Linked DNA regions of Mus musculus: regions 1 and 3 are each linked to region 2. Evidence: chromatin contacts called from public ChIA-PET and Micro-C data. All regions are on one chromosome and are shown on one strand. Each heading gives the region's core, a stretch centred on a gene start, on an enhancer-like site or on the middle of the called end of the contact. The rest is flanking DNA. Distances are from core to core; before and after follow the strand shown.

What was found. A called contact is a pair of places that touch in the nucleus more often than the background predicts. ChIA-PET counts read pairs in DNA pulled down with a chosen protein or histone mark.
Region 1: an RNA polymerase II ChIA-PET map of memory CD8 T cells shows a contact between it and region 2, with 41 read pairs. The contact joins the promoter of Ubl7 here to the promoter of 1700017B05Rik in region 2. A contact is called at or near these places in 1 of 39 promoter capture datasets (liver), 1 of 484 Hi-C or Micro-C datasets (CD4 T cells), 1 of 115 datasets of contacts at active chromatin or transcription factors (memory CD8 T cells) and 1 of 9 other capture datasets (liver).
Region 3: a Micro-C map of embryonic stem cells shows a contact between it and region 2, with 6 times the contacts expected there. The contact joins the promoter of Sema7a here to the promoter of 1700017B05Rik in region 2. A contact is called at or near these places in 1 of 39 promoter capture datasets (pre-B cells), 2 of 484 Hi-C or Micro-C datasets (both in embryonic stem cells) and 1 of 115 datasets of contacts at active chromatin or transcription factors (pancreatic cancer cells).

The regions. Positions count from the first base shown.
Region 1 is chr9:57,909,163-57,912,618 of GRCm38.p6, reverse strand. Ubl7 (ubiquitin-like 7 (bone marrow stromal cell-derived)) reads right to left here and starts at 1,633. Exons shown (of 11, transcript NM_001122873.1): 1 at 1,560-1,633.
Region 2 is chr9:57,261,056-57,264,530 of GRCm38.p6, reverse strand. 1700017B05Rik (RIKEN cDNA 1700017B05 gene) reads left to right here and starts at 1,932. Exons shown (of 3, transcript NM_028820.2): 1 at 1,932-2,102.
Region 3 is chr9:57,938,566-57,941,942 of GRCm38.p6, reverse strand. It overlaps Sema7a (sema domain, immunoglobulin domain (Ig), and GPI membrane anchor, (semaphorin) 7A), which reads right to left and starts at 1,831. Exons shown (of 14, transcript NM_011352.3): 1 at 1,615-1,831. The coding sequence starts at 1,792.

The DNA.
Region 1 (3,456 bases), core at 384-2,883, 650 kb before region 2:
TAACGGTTAAAAGTCAACCCACCTCCCTACTCATCTCTCCCTGCAACAAGAATAAAGGAAAGATCATTTCAGTGTACTACTGCTAGAGAAACATAGGTGTAGCACTAAGAGGCTAGAACTAGAACCTAGTGTCCCTCCCTTAATTCTTTCTCTGGTGGACTACAAGGGATTTCTCTTATGCCTCAGTTTCTTCACCTTTAAAGTAAACACAAAAGCCGGGCATTGGTGGCACACGCCTTTAATCCCAGCACTTGGGAGGCAGAGGCAGGAGGATTTCTGAGTTCAAGGCCAGCCTGATCTACAAAGTGAGTTCCAGGACAGCCAGGGCTACACAGAGAAACCCTGTCTCAAAAAAACAAAAGAAAAAAAAAAAAAAAGTAAACACAAAAGGCCAATCAGTTGGATAGGAATGTTGTGAGGTTCAAGCAAGATCACCCAACCCTCTCCCTTCTACACACTCATTTCTGGTTTTCTTCTCCAGCTTTTGATTTAGCTATAACAACACTTTAAGGAGGGCCCTTGTCTCTCTTGCCTGCCCTTATCAGAGATCTATAGCACCACCCAATGTCTTATTGTTAAAACACAGATCTAACAAACTTAACTGCTTAGAAGGCCCCCATTAATCCCAAAGCACTTCTATGAACAGGTGGGTGTTAACTCCACAGCCAGATTACAAACCCATTTATTCTGACGCCTACCAGCTTTCTTCAATAGACCCAGCCCTGCCCCTTTATAACAACACACGTAAGTATACTTCATAACAAAGTTGTCCCCTATATGTAACTCTGCTCACCTCCTGTCTTTGCATATAAGTTCTCTTCCCTTTTTGGCCTCTTAGCAAACTCCTACCAAGACCCACACAAACACATCGGTTCCATGCTCTCTTCTTGGTCACACATTCCCTGTTCCCTCAAGGCAAAAGAGCAACACAAATCAATAGATTTGAGGACAAGTCAGCCAGCTTCATTACCAGATGCCAGACTTAGAAAGCTACCTTCTCTTTGCTGCTTTTTCCCTTGTACAACTTATTTACTTCTCAACTTCTCATTGCGTCCCTCATATTTGTGAAACCCCCCCCATTCTTGAAAGCCAAGACTAGAGCTTTTCTAACACAGTCCCCAGCCTGACATATATGAATGCCCACAAAATAAATCTAAAAATTCAAAGGGTGCAAGAGCCTTGTACCGCAAGACCAGTCCTTGTTACAGACACTATTTCTGCCAAAGAGGTCTCTTGCAGTAAAGACAAGGCTAAGAAAAAACTGTGGTGCGACCCAGCGGACTTCAAGGTACTATCCACCTTTAGGTTTAAAGCGAGAAAGGAGGTTTTTGTATACCGATTTCAATCCTCACAACTGTCTCCTGAAACTGGCATCATTGTCCTTATTTTACAGATCAGGAATAAAGACTCAGAAAGCTGAAGTCTCTTGGCCCAAGGTCACAGATACCTAGTCGTGAGTAGGGACAATGTTGACAACCCCACCTCTCTCGTGGGACCAGTTAGCTACTCCGGACCCACGAGAGCCCCGCGCGCCCAGGGAGGGGGCCCAGCGCCCTCACCCGTCCCGCGGAAGGAACCCGGCCGCAGCGAGCCGCCGGTGTAAACACTCACTCTGGTCCTCTTGCCGGAAACCGGAAGCTCCGCGCTGCATTCTGGGGACTATAGTTTTCACTGAGACCCAGCCCCTTATAAATGGCCGTCCAGCAGCTAGTGGCAATGCTTCCGGGTCCTAGGAGGCGTGAGTGCGAGCACGAGCAGTTTGAGGTCCTAGAAGCCAGTAGGTTGTAGCTTTCTGTCAGACACAATTGTACCACCACCTGAGGTAGGGAGACTCAGTGTGGAATTTTCGAAAGCAGCCAATAGCCCGATGATTCCCGCGCTCTCCAGGGATATATGTGAAGCCTGTTGGTTGTCCCGGGTTTGGAGGAGTCCTAGGCCGGAGGGCGAGCCTTCTCCGAGGGGGACGGGTTCCTAAGTGGACAGGCGCCCCGCGGCCCTTCCGATGAAGACGCAGTTCTCCCACGTAGCCAGCCTCTTGTGCTTCTTGCTCCTTTCTCCCAGGAAACCTGCCTTGTGGCAGCGCACCAGGGCGCTAAAAGTTGAGTCCGTAAGGGGAGTGATTAAGTCGGGTTTCTGGCCCACCGCGAACATGCAACAATGGGGTTTATAACACAGTCATTCGTAGAATCAGTTTGGGGAGGGGAATTTCCACTGAACTTTCGTGGAGACACTGCCTGTTTTAGATGGCTGAGAAACTAATGCACAATCAAATTGGATTGAGTTTACACAAAAGTTAGAGTTAGCTAAACTCAAGAGAGAAGTGATTTTTCTCAGAAAGTTCCACAATTAAGGAAAACAATAACCAAAAACAACCAACTTTAAAACTGTGAAGCTGAGGGACGGGTGAGATGGCTCAGCAGGTAAAAGCACTTGCATTCAAACCTGAGGACCTCCCCGGGAACAAATGGTGAAAGGATTGAACTGACTCCCCAAAACTGACCACACACACACACTAATAAAAAAATGTAATTTTAAAAGATAAAGTTCAGGCTGGAGAGAAGGCTCAGCAGTTAAGAGCACTGAGTGCTCTTCCAGAGGTCCTGAGTTCAATTTCCAGCAACCAAGTGGTGACTCACAGCCATCTATAATGGGATCCGGTGCCCTCTTCTGGTGTGTCTGAAGACAGTGACAGTGTATAAAATACATAAATAAATCTTTTTTTTAAAAAAAGTTCATAATAGCTACTGTGTACACAAGTGTAAAAGTTGTATTCTTGCCGGGCGTGGTGGCGCACGCCTTTAAGCCCAGCACTCAGGAGGCAGAGTCAGGCAGATTTCTGAGTTTGAGGCCAGCCTGGTCTACATAGTGAGTTCCAGGACAGCCAGGGCTACACAGAGAAACCCTGTCTCGAAAAACAAAACAAAACAAAAGTTGTATTCTTGTACAGTCCACTCTAGGACAGAACTCGGGTAGTAACTGAGTACAATAGCTTAACAGAGAAAAAGCAAACTACACATACATAATTAACCCTCCTGGTCTTATAAAATATGCATGCTGCTAGAGAGTTTCACGGTGCCCAAAGTCCTTCTTCCCTATCCTGTCCATTTTTAAATACAGCCCCTCTTTCAGGAATTAAGTGGCCATCCTCTTAACCAATTTTCTATCTACTAAAGTACTGACACTTAAACACACTTTATTTCATTAAATTTTGTTTAGTACTGTGTCTTAACTGTTTGCCGGAGATGTCAGAAATTCTGTCTCTTTTTGTGTTCTCAAAATGGAGCTGAATGCTCAGGAGATTCTTTTGTTTGTTGTCATCATAATTTTCATGAAAAAATGGCCCTTAACTGCCTTGCTTACCTTCCACTGTTGATCTTTACCTGAAACATAGCAGGTTAGCAATAAGAATGTCTTGAATGGGGGCTGGAGAGAGCTCAGCGGCTAAGAGCAGTGACT
Region 2 (3,475 bases), core at 683-3,182:
AGTCTATAAGGCAGGAGGCTACCTGGTTCTCTTTTGTGCTGAGCAAGTTAAAGCCCTGGGAGTTGCAAAGTGGCTCTCAAGTCCTCTATCCTATGCCCTTTCTTTGGTGATCCAGGGTGTTTACATGATGTCAACAAGGAATAGACAAGCTGATTATAGGGACAGCTGTCTTTATGAAATGTTAATGAATTGAGACAAAATAATGGGGCTGTAGTCTTAGCTGGGCCCTAGGGTCTTGCAGGCTAATCATGACATAATGGGGTCCTCCTTGGGTCTACAGCCTGAGAGTTCTAGACCACAGGAGCCAAGGGCACTCACTGTCTTCCTCCCAAGTCACTCCTGACATCAGGAGTGGAAGAAGATGCTACGCACAAGGGAGAAGAGGGCAGAGTTAGTATGTGTGATAGTAGGAAACAATATCTCCTTGAGAGAAGGCTGAGCCTGTCAGATTTGGCATGACCCAGAGCTGGCAGGGCACAGATGCACCTTTCTAGTGTTAAAGCATGTTAGTAAGATACAAAACCCAGGCAACCTGGGCTTCTGTCCCAATTTGCAATGTGATTTGGAAAGCCCCAAACCTCAGAGTCTCTCCTCTATTTGTCTAGCCTCTATTTGTAAAAAAATCTTCCAGCTCTAATCCAAGAGACACCCTCCCCTTCTCCTTGAGTGACCTCACTTCCTCTTCCTAATCCTACCTGGAGCCCAGCCCCTCCGCCCCAGCCCCATCTTCTCCCATACCTGTGCCCTCAGCTCTGTTCTGACTCAGGCAGTCCTGATCTTTGGGTCAAGATGGGTGTTCTGAGTGGTTTTGCCCCAAAAACTAATTTTGATCTCTATGGTGTTCAACTATTCTTCACCATGCGACCCTGCCTTGGCCTTGGGCAGTCCTGGAACTGCAAGGATTAGATTCCTTCCAAGAAAGAGGTGCTAGCGCTGAGCTGGGCAAGGCCCCACAACCAGATGGGCTAGAGTCCAGGTGAACAGAGGCAGTGGGTTTCCCAGCCCCTTTCTGCAACACATCAGCTTGGCTAGGGATGCTTCATCCCATCAGCTTTCCAGGTTGCTCATGCTCAGACCGGTTCTGGTGCGACACATTTGCCAGAAAGGCTCAGATGCCCACCAAGGCCGCTTGGCAATATCTCCAGAGTCTCATTCCTGGCCCACTCCAGGTCACTAGGAGCTGATATATACTCGTCTGTACTTTACCTCATAAGTCCTTCTTAATTTCCTAATGCAACTTGTTTGTTGAGGAAGTTAGGGCTGCCTCGAGATATCCTTTAGCATTTTTATTGTCTTGCTAGGAACTGAGTGTGGTGGTCCAAGCTTTTGACTGCAGCACTCAGAAGGCTGAGGCTGGTGTGTCTCTGAGTTCACGGCCAGCCTGGTCTACATAGTAAGTTCCCAGACAGCCACAGCTATATAGTGTGACCTTCCCAAACAAAACAAAGCAAAAGCAAAACAAAAAAAAAAAAAGGACTGCTAGATAGCCCAGGCTCAGCTCAAACTCTCAGCAATTCCCCTGCCTCAGCCTCCCATACCCCAATTTATGTGCTACACATCTTTTCGAAGCCTGATGGCCCTATTTCTAAGAGGCAGAATATCACTTTTACAAATGAGGAAACTGAAGCTCATAGAGGTTAAGTGGCAGGTCCAAGGTCACATGGCTAGAAAGTAGCAAGGAATGAATGATCTAACGGAATGACTGAATGAGGGCTTACGATCGCCCTCGGGGCAGAGGTTTGAGGAAGGAGGCGAGCGAAGACTGTGCACAAAGCCAGAGGCCGGGTCGCGGGAAAGTTGGTTCCACTCAGGCCTTCGGCACGGGAGGACCCAGGGGAGCGCAGGCTCCCAGAGGCACAGCCGGGTTCTGCCCCCACTCAACGGCCCGCCCCGCCCCCGCCCCGCCCCCGCCCCGCCCCGCTCGGGACCACAAACGGCGCCCAGCGGCAGCACGAACGGTCGCGCGGAACGTCTCTCTGGGCTAGCTGCCTGCCGCGACTTCCCGCGCAAGGCCGGCGGGACAGGGACCCGCAGCCTAGGCGGCGCTGAAAGATGCCGCGGCTGCTCCGGGTGGCGGCCGCTAGAAGCCTGGTGCTCTGAAGGTAGGAGCTCGCCTACCCGGCAGGCGCGGAAACTTGGGCCGAGTTTGCGGGCGGCGCGTGGGCAAGGGGCGGGTGGCCCTGCCCCAGGGCGCCCCTACCGGCCAGCCCCAGGACGGAGCGCGGGGACCGGGGCCCAGGTGCTGAGGCTTCGGGCGGTCAGACTACGGGGCCCAGTCATACCGCTGCCCAGACTTTGCCAGGACTTGGATGCTCCCTGGGCCTGGTAGAGCTCCGGAGCCACAGCACTGCCTGGGCGTTAGGGCTGGCGAAGAGTCAGGCGGATCCCTCGGGCCTCTCGCGGGGCCAGGCTCACGCGGATTGCCGGGCGCCGATTCGGGGTGGCGGTGGGGGGTTGGGATTGGTGGCGGCGGGCGCTGAGGTGCCGCGGGGCCGTGGACGAACCCTGTTGGAACAGGACCGCCTGCGGTTTCCTAGCCACTGCTTGACTCACTCTCTGGCCACAGCCCAAGCTGGCGGGATCGTCCCGAAGGAGGTGGCTGCCCAGACTTTGAGGCCGCCCCCCCCCCAGCCCCCCAGCCTTCTGGACCTCAGTGCAGTCTGCGGGCATCGATCCGTGGGGTTCCCAGTGCGAATCTCCTGACTTTTTTACACGTTTACGTGAGCTAAGGAAGGGCACCGTTGGGCAGTGGGGGGCATGTGTGCAGATTCGGGCCATGCATGTACGTGTAGGAACAGCTTTGCATGCGTGGCCCACGGCAGTCTGTGTGTCAGCCTGCCGGGGTGCACGTGCGTTGCAGAGGCGCGGAGAGAGAGGCTTGGGGACACCCGGAAGCCTGGTGTGGCGGTGGGGCGCCAGTTCCCTACTGAAGCCGGCTGGCTGTGAGCCACTGGCACGAGGGTCACGGGCGGGGCCGGGAGAGGGAAATTAGGAGCGGAGCATCCGGGGAGACCCTTTCTCTCAAACTGAGAAGTGTGGGCTGCTCCACGTTGAGTGAGTGCTCAGAACCTCAGCACGCAAAGTTTTTAGAAGACTGGTATCTGTTAGAGCGGAGAGAATACTGATGCGGGCCTCAACTTGGCTGGGATCGCGCTCTTCATGAGGCCCCAAGGATGTGACGTGGAAATGGACCCACGGAGTTGTCTGTCTCCCTCGTGGAAAAGCAGGAGTGTAGGCGCTTGACCCTGCCCTGGGTTCTGGCTGAGGTTAGAACTCCTCTAAGAACTGGCAGAACTTGGACATCTTCACGGTAGGATCACCTGTTGGCCCTACCTTCCCCAAGCGCCTTAGGCTACTTTGGTATCCGGAAACAAGGCACCTTCTTTTTGGCTACTCTCTCAGTGGGGGTGGCCTCTACCGAGGGAGCTTTCCATCCTACTGGCCGGGCATTACGTCACCGCCTCACCTTTCAGAG
Region 3 (3,377 bases), core at 582-3,081, 680 kb before region 2:
AAGGATTGGGGGGACAAGCACAATCAAATGAAAGGGGTTTGATACAGAGGGAGATTCCAGAACACTCAGACATAACCGTTTGTCTCCTCTGGCATACTCATATGCATGTGTCTAAGACACAAGGGGACGGAGGAAGTTAACATGCTGGCAGGGACAGAGAAAGAGGCTGAAGTGGTGCGACTGTGGAGGGTGCAAGTATCCACCATGAACTGGATGTTCAGAGGTCCAGATAAACTGCTCCTCTTCCACCAGTTACACCTCTGGCTGGATGGCGGAGTTGGAGACGAGAGTACCACGTTTATGGTTTGGAGAACCATCTAAATCCTTCTCCTCTCCCTAACCTGGCCCAGGACAGATCCAGAGTCAGATCAGAGACCCCTCCGGCACAGTGAGTGCCCACACTGCCCAGTGACCTTGGGCAAGTCACATTCTCTCAGCTGCTGCGGCAGTTCGGGCCACTCATTTTATGTGGGTTTCCCCCCCTCTGCTAAGAATACCTGCCCCAGATAATGCTCAGACTTCCGCAATCCCTGCAAACTGCCAAGGCATCAAAGGGACAGTAGGGACAGACAGGACAAGTACCCCCAGCCCCCGGTGTGAGTCCCCCATCACCACTAGGGGAGGGGCTGCAGAGATGCCAAATTTGGGTACAGAGCTGAGTTTGTCTGGGGGCGGGGAGGCATTTGTGTGCAATGCAGGGAGGGAGCTCAGTCCCTAGTGGCAGAAAGCCTCCAACCCCAACCTAGCCAGCTTTCTGTCCCACCGTCCGTGGTTCTGAACTGCGATGCCCGAAGGAAAGACTCCAGTCCCTCAGGTTCTCATATTCACTACAGTCCTAAGGATGCACACTCCTCCCCAGATACGCCGCTTGGGGGTCCCAATGGCCTCGCCCCACCCAATGGGCACTGTCCCCCCTCCCCGTGCTAGTGCCGATTTCTGGTGACAACTGCCACGTGCGGGCAAGGGGGGAGCGGCTGGTCCTAGCATTACGGAGACAGCGCCCAGGTGCTCGGAGCCCCTGCACCGCACCTTGTCCCGGTTCGCCGCAGGGTGCCCACCCCCTTGCCTGGCCCGCGCTCCGGGCCGGGGCGGGGGCGGGGGCAGGCGGCGGGGTCTTTGTTCCCGCAGCCCGAGCGCAGCGGCGGCGGCAATGGGTCCGCGCCCCCTTCACCAGCCGAGCCCGAGCCCCGCGTGCCAGCAGAGCTCGCAGCTTGCAAGGAGGAGGTCGGGGTGATGAAGCTGGCCAGGGGAAAGAAGGGTTCTGTATAGTAGACCCCGTGGCGGAAAGCCAAAGAGCCTCGGTGAGACAGGGGCCCGCAGCCTCCCCCCGCGCTCGGGCGCTGCGGCTCCGGCTCAGAGCTGCCGTTGGACTTGGAGCGCCACTTAGCTGGGCCCGGGCCCCAGCCACTCGCTCGCACGCTGCAGCGCTCCAGCCCGCTCCGGCGTGACAGTACGCACACTCACAAACACTCACCCGGACCCACACGCTCCCTTCGGGGCCAGCCTGAGACCCGCAGAGCTGCGCACACGCACTCTCTCCGGGTGCCGCACACTCTGCACCCGCCCCGCAAGGCGTCCGATCCCGCGCCCCGCCGGCCGCGCGGCGCCGCCTACCTTTCCAGACGGCGGAGATGCGGGGTCCGCTCCTCGAGTGGCCTTGGGCGGAGGCGGCGGCCACCCAGAACACCAGCAGAAGCCGCAGCCGCAGCGGGAGCCCGAACCGAGCCGGCAGGCTGAGGACGCGGGCGCGCGGTGCGCTGGGGGCGGCACGTCCGGGAGGAGGAGGCGTCATCCCGCAGCCCCGGAGCGACAGCGGCAAGCAGCCGAGACTGAGACAGCGCCCGGCCGCAGGCAGAACCTAGCGCCAGGAGGCGGAGTCAAGCGCCTGACCCCACCCCGCCCCTCCCCCCCGCCCCTCGCAGCCTTTTCTAGCTTTGCCGGTGGCCCCTTGCTTGTGCGGTGACCGCTGCCAGGAAAACCTTCGCTACCCGCACGCGGGCAACTCCACCGGGAGAACCCAGCTGCAAAGAAGACAGACTTGTGATCTGTCATGAGGGGCAGATCCCATCCCTCCTCTGGGCTTCAGTTCCACTTCCCTCGCCCCAGTGGAAAGAAAGGCCTAGGAAATCCGTAAGGATCTCTCAGCGCATGGATGAGTCTAACACCGGACAACCCCCCTTGCTGTCAGCTAAGTGGTTTGTAGTCAGAGAACCATTCTCATAGAATGGGCTTGCGGGAGTGGGACGCAGCTCTCTGCTGATCCTATCAGCCGGAGCAGGATGCTTTCCTCTGTGGAGGAGAGAGGGGAGGTCTAAGATGTGTGGGGTGCCCACAACGCCCCACGATTGCTCTGCCTGAGAGAACACTGGGAATTTTTCATCTTGGCCTGGCTCCCTCCTCTCCCTCTCCTTTCTCCTCCCTTCCCCAGCCAGCAGCCTTCTGGGCTGCCTCCCCCCAGCCAGCTGGTGTATGCTCAGAAAATCCAAACTCATTTCCATGTGCACTGAGGGGGATATAATTAGGAAGGCCCCTTCCCCAAGAAAAAAGTGAGGGGCACAAGACTCATAATCAGAGAGGGAAGGTCAGACCAATCGAAGGGAATCTTTCTCTGCCTAAGGCTCAGCTACATACCAAGGGCAACCTGGTGACGCGGTGGTAGTTCCATCAGAGGGTCCAGGCCCCTCTGCAGTCACCTGAACAACCCAGGAAACTCTGTCATTGGCTTATGTTTTCAGAGCCACTTTGTCTGCTCTTCGTAAAAGGGTCTCCCATGTTCCTTGGGCCAGAGATGGACAGATTCCCTACCTCTGCTTGTACCCAAAGAAGCTATGACTGGGAAATCCATCCAGGTCAGCTTGTCCCAATCTATTGCTTACTGTATATGTAGTCTAAGATGTACTGCACCAAGAAGAGACAGGGCAAGGAAGAGGGAACAGAAGTAAACAAAGACTTGACCTTCAAAACCCACAGACCCAGACATACTGAGCATGCTGTAGACACAGGCAGACCCTGGGCAGGATGCCCTGACCTCAGAGCCAGCCTCTTCACTGCTCCACGGGCAGGGAGGTTTTGATACAGCGAATCTTAGCTCTGCCAATTGTACAGTCTGCTTCTAGTTGTTTTCTCCATTCCTAAAAGCCCCAAAGTACCCTAGCCACTAAGGTGAATTCCTCCAGATCTCTCTGTGGGGAGGGGTCTAGAGACACTACAGGGCTGTGCACGGAGTCACTAGCTTCATGATGCCTAAGATCACAACCCCAGAAAGAAAAGCCTATTGACAGCCCAAGAACTCCTTCCCAGGCCTGCACTGAATCCTGTGGCCCTAAAGTTGGCAAACTGACCAGGCCAAAGTAGCTTCTAAGAATGATACTTGCTTT